Linked DNA regions of Rattus norvegicus: region 2 is linked to region 1. The links are chromatin contacts, called in public Hi-C maps. All regions are on one chromosome and are shown on one strand. The core of a region is the stretch at or near the end of the contact, and the rest is flanking DNA. Distances in the headings are between cores, read along the strand shown.

Evidence for each region. Hi-C and Micro-C count contacts between places; a contact is called where the count stands out from the background.
Region 2: a Hi-C map of Schwann cells shows a contact between it and region 1, with 5 times the contacts expected there. The contact joins the enhancer-like site here to the promoter of Chl1 in region 1. A contact is called at or near these places in 2 of 12 Hi-C or Micro-C datasets (Schwann cells and frontal cortex) and 1 of 1 datasets of contacts at active chromatin or transcription factors (oligodendrocytes).

Annotation. Positions count from the first base shown.
Region 1 is chr4:137,846,240-137,850,239 of GRCr8, forward strand. It overlaps Chl1 (cell adhesion molecule L1-like), which reads left to right and starts at 1,656. Exons shown (of 27, transcript NM_001427108.1): 1 at 1,656-1,957.
Region 2 is chr4:138,010,571-138,014,570 of GRCr8, forward strand. Chl1 (cell adhesion molecule L1-like) reads left to right here. Exons shown (of 27, transcript NM_001427108.1): 10 at 2,061-2,192. Among named protein-coding and RNA genes, the nearest start is that of Chl1, 160 kb to the left of the region's middle. Within about 2 kb of position 1,956, at least 11 of the 93 cell types and tissues checked have an H3K27ac peak or open chromatin away from gene starts, as enhancers often do. A contact at or near this core is called in Schwann cells, where this site is marked.

The sequences.
Region 1 (4,000 bases), core at 406-2,905:
TTTAGGACATTTAACTTCAAAAGAAAGAAAGATGTGATCTTCTCATTGAATTTCTCATGTTTATTGACACAGAGAACACTGAAAAGTGTATCTCTCTCCTTTCCCCTTTCTTCAAATCTGTGTGACTATTTTTCAATCTGTCTGTCTATCTATCTACCTACCTACTTACCTACCTAGCTGCATCTATTTTCCTATATTCTGCCAGTCCATCTATTGATCTTAATGTGTCCATCAAACGACTACCAGTGAAGAAAAAGCTGAGTCTTTAAAGGTTCTGTGATTCTCTAGCCAAAATAGAGTTTTCTGTTTCTTTTGCCCAGGAAATGCCACTCCAGAAAGTGGTAAATTTGAGACCAACTTGGCTTTGTATCTCTCCTGCGGCTCCTAAATCTTGGAAATGGTTTCCTACGGGCTCAGTATTTTCCTTGTTGGAATTTATTTCAGTTTTCTTTGTTTCTACTTTAGAAAACAAGCCGCGTGAGTAATGATGCCTCGGGCAGAGGAATCACTCCAGTGGCACAATTTAAACCTAGGACACATCCTGCCCTCACTTGCATTTGTAATATGCCAGCACAGTCAGAAGGAATTGTGCCCACACACAGACTAACAGCATTGAGCCCTCAAGGTTAGCAATTAGGAACATGGAAAAGCCCATTTATTCATTTCAAAATATTTGATGGAAATGCTTCTGAGGCAGAATCTTGAGGCTCCTTCCTTCTTGTTGATCCCAGTAGTGACATCAAACTCTGAGGAGAGCACACAGCCATAAATGTCCTCATTGTTTAGTGCACTAGATGAGAACAAAACAAGACTGTATGATCAAACCTCCGTGGAGTAAAAGTTAGAAGTCAATAGTTCCATTACTATCAAAGAGCGCGTACACGCAACAGGGTTATTTTTTAAGACAGCATTGTATGAACATTTTCAAAAGTATAATCAATGTGTGGAAGAAAAAAATGAAGGAGTGTGATCACTAGTTAGATTTGGCAAAGTTTGTAAATTCTCTATACTGCATCCCGCAAAGAAACATCATGTTTATTGGTAAAAAGAGATGCATAACGCATGGGGATTGGGCCTTGGCACTGGGGATAAGCAAGGAAAGCTTTTATTCTATAGCATTGAATTAATAGAGACTAAGTAGGTAAACGTCACTGACCAATCTGGAGAAGTACTGATTGTAGCGGGACACAAATTGTACATTAGATAACAGTAGAGAAGCTTTTTAAATTTGTACCTGCACTGATTTGACAGCTAATGGAGATGGTTCTTTTGCAAATTAAATTGAGAGTCGTATCCCCCTCCCAAATGAAGAAGCAAAACCCGCAAGACATTATTTTTAAAGTGGTACAAGGCACCACACCCCTCGACCATGCAGCAAAGGGTAAAACAGACTGGAAGCCTGTGTGTGGAATATGAACGGAGGAGGGAGGAAGAGGGAGCAGAGGGGAGGAGTTTCTTTTCGTTTCCTCGGTGGCAAGGCGAACCCGGCAGAGATCCTGCCTCTTTTGGCTTAGAGATGTTAAAAATGACAAGCAAAGTTTTCTCTTTGTCCCTTGCTTTTCATAAAACCAAAGTCTTGATCGTGTAACTGCCTCTTGTCCCAAGGGAGACTGTGTAAAAGGGAGGGAAAAGAAGCGGAGTGGGTGAGGGGTGGCAGAGCAGATCCGGGGGACAGCGGAGAAGAGGCGCGAGCCAGTCTCTGGCAGGAGGGCGTGGATACCGGTGCAAGCTCGAACAGGTCCAGCCTTCTGGAGACCTGTGCCAACAGCAGGAGGGGACAGACGGGATCTCTGTGGGCAAACTAGGGTGTGGACCAGCCGGGAGCGCCTAACTAGAAACTCCCCTGGATCCTCCCAGAGGCACTGGACTCGCTGGTCCCCTTTTGCCCCACTGAGCCACCTTTAGAAGTTTTCCCAAGAGAAGGTACCAGACAGATCGGATGTCAGAGGCAGCTCAGGTAAGTCTATCTGCGCGTGCCTTACAAGGGATAGGGCTCTCTCCATGCGCCCTTTAGCCAACTCTTTGAGCGAGGTGAAGGGAAATCAAGGGTTTGCTTCTGGGAAAAGAGCAACTCTTTATGAAAAGGAAATGGTGCACACCCCTGGCCGTCCTTGCCCAAAATGGGAGTGGCTCAAGGTCCCTTCCCTAACCTGAGAAGAGGCGCCACCTTTCGTAGCACCGCCGCAGGTGGCTAAGGCTGGATTTTTGGACAGCTCCGGGTCAGTGGATGGAGTAAACAAGCTTCGAGGACCCCGGCACCTTCAAGCTGCCAACCTTCGGTAGGCTGACTTGTCTTTCTTCCAACATTGCCACTGCCTGCCTCCTTAACCTCAGGAGAGAATGCATGCCCTCCATAGCCTATAGCCTTTGGGGAGTGGGGGCAAATACATTTCTCTCCACTGCCCCTTCTAGGTCTTGGGGATCCAGACTTTCTCACCCCAGCCCCAACGTCCCTATCTAGCACTTAGTCTCTAGAGATAAATCGTGGTCGCGCCGGTGTTCCCTAAATGCCTCCAGCCTGGAATGAACGATCTGTGAACTGCCGGGTTAGGGGAAAGATAGAAGCACAGTACTCCATTTCAACAGAACACCGTGGGGGCTGGAAGGCAGGCCGGGTTGGGGAGGGGTGCGGTTGCCATGGCTCCCTTGTAGCCCAGCCTCAGGAGCTGGGGATGGCAGTCACAGACAGTCCCTTTTTCCTCTTTGTGCCTCTCCTGTCCTGTTTCTCTGTCTCTTCCTATTTTTTCCCTCCCTTGAGTGAAAGTGTGCTTAGGAAGGGAGCAGAGGGCAAGTGATTAATTTGGAGCAGGGTGGGTTGGAGCCCAGAGGCTGGGGAAATTTGGCTGTCTCCATTCCTTGGTCCCTTGGCTAAGAAGAACCTCACTTTCTCAGCCAGGGACAGGGCTGAGGAATTCCTGTTAAAAATCTGGGGCGGGAGGAGCAGCGGCACCACGGTTCAGGTATTTGGAACCCAAAGCATCAGAGAGAGGGAGTTGGGGGGTGGTCTGCGGTCTGACTGAGAGGGTGGGCGGGGAGTGCGAGTAGCCACCAAGAACTAGCAGGTGTGCCTGACACTGAGTGGCTGGGCGGGGAAGGCGCTTCTGACTCTGCCTGGGGAGAAAGGCTATCAATACCGCCCCGCAGGCCAGAACTGAGAAGAGCTTGCTGGTGGCAGCTAGAGGAAGGCGTGTGCACCACAGCGAGCTCCCGCTGCTGGAAATAGGGGGGGAGATTTGCGCGTGCGTGTGGGTGCTGAGCTAGGTAATTCTTGAAGGTACATCAAGGTAGAGTACTGGATCGCGCACCTGGCTGTGAATTCCAGCCCTATCTACTCTGGGATGTGTGACTTACAGTAGTCATTTTCTCTATGCCTCAGTTTCCCTCTTACTAATAGGTATCAGTACGTCCCATTTTGACCTGGAAGACTAGAATGAGATTATGCAAGCAGACAGTTTACCTGGCTTTTCTGATGAAAAACTAAGAAGTTAGTTATCCTTGATGGTATTGCTGTTACAATTAATCCTCGAATTAATTAGATAAGGTAGATTGTCCTTTCTCGGCATTTTTATTAAGGGCAAAATGCTGTGTTTTCTAATTTTGGAAAATGACGTTTGTTAAATTTATTGACACTCTGTTCAACTCGTAAATCTGGTTTGCAGAATAGAAAAGAAAACCTGAGCAGTTATTAGCCTATTAGCTCTGAGTCCAGTGCTGGACAGAGCTTAGAAAGCTGCCCAGGGAAACCACTGATCACAAGAGAATCCAGGGTTCCCCCACCCCCATAATTTTGTACATAGGATCTGAGCTCCATCTCTCGCCTGCTGATGGTACAATTGGGCTTGTCTCAGTTTCAGTCTCTTTGTGATAACACAGACCTATTGCTTCCTAGATTTAACTTGGCTATAGAGTCTAATATATACCTGGATCTTAGCTCTCATAGTCTTTAGTGCTCCAATACATTCAACTCTCCTAATGACAAGATGTGACCTCTTGTCATACG
Region 2 (4,000 bases), core at 706-3,205, 160 kb after region 1:
TTTGTTGTTTCCCCAGAGGCTCTGTTCTGAGATCCATGGAATGGCCAGAACAGGAAATGAGAATTTTTTTCTCTGATGACCCTGAAAAAGATTAGATGAATTCTCCAAAGCTTGGTATTATTTTCATAAGGTCAAAGGCTAGATGAACCAATACCTCAGCCCTTCATTTGCTTCTGACAGTAATATCTCTTTATATAGGTGTGCAAAGATATATTCATATCAAAGGTTAATGAAATTCATAGACTGAGGCTAGTGATTGGAAAATTGATTTTTATTATACAGGGGAATGAAATAATATTTTGATTCCAGAATCTTTATTTCTACATACTTGGAAAGGAACACTCATATATTCTACTGTATTCATAATGGTTTGCATATTCATGGTGCTTTCTCCCTATAACTTGCACATGTTGAATTTTGTTGTGGTGGTTACATAAAGAGACTGAGAAAGAAATTTAAAAGAGAAGGGTATAGAGAGATGTCTCAGCAGTTAGGAGCATATGATGCTCTTCCAGATATATGTTTGCTTCCCAATACAGATGTTGAACAGATACCCACCAATATAACTACCCATGACACACAAACAAAATAAACCTTTAAATACAATGTCATATAGTAAGTCTTCATCTTCAAAATGAAATTCAGTTTCTAATTTAGACCACTGTACTTTATGCTAAGGGACTAAATATTTTTAGAGTAATCTATTATAAAACACAGGCGTTTAACATGAAAATTAACAATTGAGTCCATACCCTGTTTGGAGATTCTAAAGTTATATGTATCTTGTACACACATAGACTTGCCAGAATTTCCTATTTGTATGTTTCTCTTAGCTTTTAATAAATTTAATTTTCCCATGGGATTCCCTTTCTTTCTTTTACTAAAATCATTTTAAACATATTTTCACTTTATACATGTACATACCTTTTAAAAGTTTCTTTTTTTAACCAACACAAAAATCCACAGTTCTTGGGGGAAATGGACAAGCTAAAGTCGTTACTACTTTAAATTTTCATTAAGCTACTTCTGAGATTAATTATCAACTCTGCACATGGGTCTGGGAAATTGCTCAGTGGTTGGAGAGCACCGGCTGCTATTTCAAAGGGCCCTGCTTTAGTTCACAGCGTCTACATGGTAGCTCACAACTCTCTGTAACTCTAACCAAGGTGTCTGATGATGACTTCTGTCCTCTATGGGCACAAGGTATCCAAGAAGGTCATACATAGCTCTACATGCTGGCAAACAACAACAACAACAACAACAACAACAACAACACCAATAATAATATTCATGCACACTTCTAGTCTTACATTAACTGTTGTCATAGTGCTATCCTGATGGTGACAAGATGTGACAGCAATGTTTGCAATCCAGACATGTGTCTTGCTCTCTTCTGAGACTTCAGTTGGAATTATGCATTTGAAGTTTTATGCATGAAAAGATGAAGATCATTTATTTGTTCCTAGTTTTTCTGCTTTGTTTCCAACGATAAAAGTCAAATGTTCTTAGTTTCCCTTCCTGCCCTTTGCAAGAACATGTCTTGCAAATTATCTTTTTCAAGTTGATAAGCTATTCATATGGTATGTAAATGCTAGAGTCAATAATCAAGGAACAAGGTCTTACAAATTTTATTGTTTTTTTAAAAAACACTCTGAATCTATTTCCTGTATATCCACATTTTCAGCTCCTTTGCTGCATCTTGAGTAGAAACAGTAGCCAGCTTTAAATGAATTTACCATCTGCTTAGCCCTCCCTCATGTTTCAGTAGGAAGAATGTATACAGTTAAGGCGGTTGTATATTTTTAGTATGCAGATTTATATACATGTTCACTCTGTAATATAAGCACACACACACACACACACACACACACACACACACACACACACACACACACACACACACACATCTTGCTTTGTAGAACTTAACAGTAGGAGCTGCTATGGAATACTGTGTAGTGTCTGCCCTCTGCTGGTTTACGGTAGGAATACAGACCTACTTCAGTGTGGTGGATTGTTTGCTATGCAAACACATTCTGGAAATTTCTTTGTTTTGTCTTCAGAGCCTCCCCGCTGGAAAAAGAAGCCTCAGAGTGCCGTGTACAGCACAGGGAGCAACGGTATCTTGTTGTGTGAAGCAGAAGGAGAACCCCAGCCCACAATCAAATGGAGAGTCAATGGCTTGCCGATTGAAAGTGAGTTAACAACTTAACCAAAGATCTGAGAGTGACACGGTAGGAAATGCAGCAATTGAATGGAATAGCATATGGTCAGACAGTTTGGGGATGTATGACGTAGATGGCATGGGCTGTGCTAGCATAAAACATTGCCAGAAAATCTTCAGGTGCTTCCTTATGGGCAGTTTGATGACAAACAGCACAATGGAAAAGACATGGATAGTGTTTATGCATATACTAACTTAATTATAAATATTATGTTACATATACTTATTTATATAATTAAGTAGTGACCTAATGACTGAATTAGGAATAGGATTAATGCAAACCGGCCCTTGTTCCCACCATTGAGAAGCAATGATAGAATAACCGAGTAGATGAAAGCGTAAGTTGGAAGTTGATATTTCTTCTACCCATGCAACATTCTCAACTCATGGCTCTCCCCTGCCCAGAACATCTATTGGCCCCACTTTACTTCCGTGTTGTGGCCAGGGCACACGTGATGCCCAAAACTCTACATGACACAGCAGCTCCCAAGCTGCTCTTGACAACACTAGAACATCCCCTTGAGTCTGGTCCACATTGGTTGGCCATAGAAAAAAGGAAATGGACCAGTCTGGGACCAGTTTCCTCAGTGCACAGGTCTGCAAACCCCAGAGCTTTTCATTGGAGCCCAGAGCTGAGGCTATTCTGAAGGTATTTGTTTGGGCAGGAGGACAGAACCTATGTTGTATGTTATGTTCTACTCAAGTAACTCAACGGGAAAACATACTAAGTGCAGGTGTGGGGCTCCCATTTCTTTCTTTGTCCTGGTCCCCTACATTAGCAGTGTCTCCGTGTGGTTCACAAACCGAAGCCATCCCATCTCAAGCTGGTCACTGAATCGTCTTAGTTTCAGTTCTGCAGAATGGAAACAGTGGTAGTTGGTAGTGTTTGAAGGAGGTTAATTTGCCAGCTACCTAAGGTTATAATTTATCTGTAGAGTTCTTGGATGGTTTATGAACTCTGGAGCCGCGCTGCCTGTGTTTGCTTGCTCATCCTAACATTTGCAAGCTGTGGGACTGAGAATGCAACTGAGCCTCTTAAAACCTGTTTGTTCTATTTTTTTATAAGCAAAACAGAGATGGAAATAGCTGTGACTTGTGGGTTTGCTATGTGGCCTGAGAAAAACACCACTCAGAATATTTTGCACAGGATCTGGCATAACACAGCAATCGTGGGAGAAGGATACAGGAGGGTGAGGAGTGCAAGCCCTGATACTTGAATCACTGACCTGACTGAAGCACCTTAAGGGTGGACCAAGGAAGCCACTTTATGAACCCCACAGATTAGGGGTTCTCTCTGGCTTGATCAGAGAAGATTCAGTGAATAGTGGCTAATATAGAGCCCTATAACTGTACAAAGTGCTAAGGGTAATTGACAATGTGTCCTTAGCCCTAAATGGGACATCTGTATCCTTTGTAGAAGTTCAGGGAATATCACAGAAGAGGGAGCTGAAGCAATGTAAGAGCTGGGGGATGGGAGCAGTGCTATGAAAGGCTGTTTTCTGGACAGGAAGGAGCCATTGCACCCATAAACTCATGGCATGTATTTTAACTGAGTAAGATCTGTCAATCAAAACTTCAGCACTGATGGCTGTGGGAGATTTATAAGGCATCACCTGTAGCTGAGGAGTTATTGGTATTTGACGGATGCTAAAGGAGAGGTGACATGTTTCTCTTGGTGTACAGCAAGTGGCAGGTTGCCATGCTCCAGTGGATAACCCTTATCCAGGTAGGACAGACCTAATTGGATTCAGTGAGTTATAAAAAGGCAAGAGAATATAG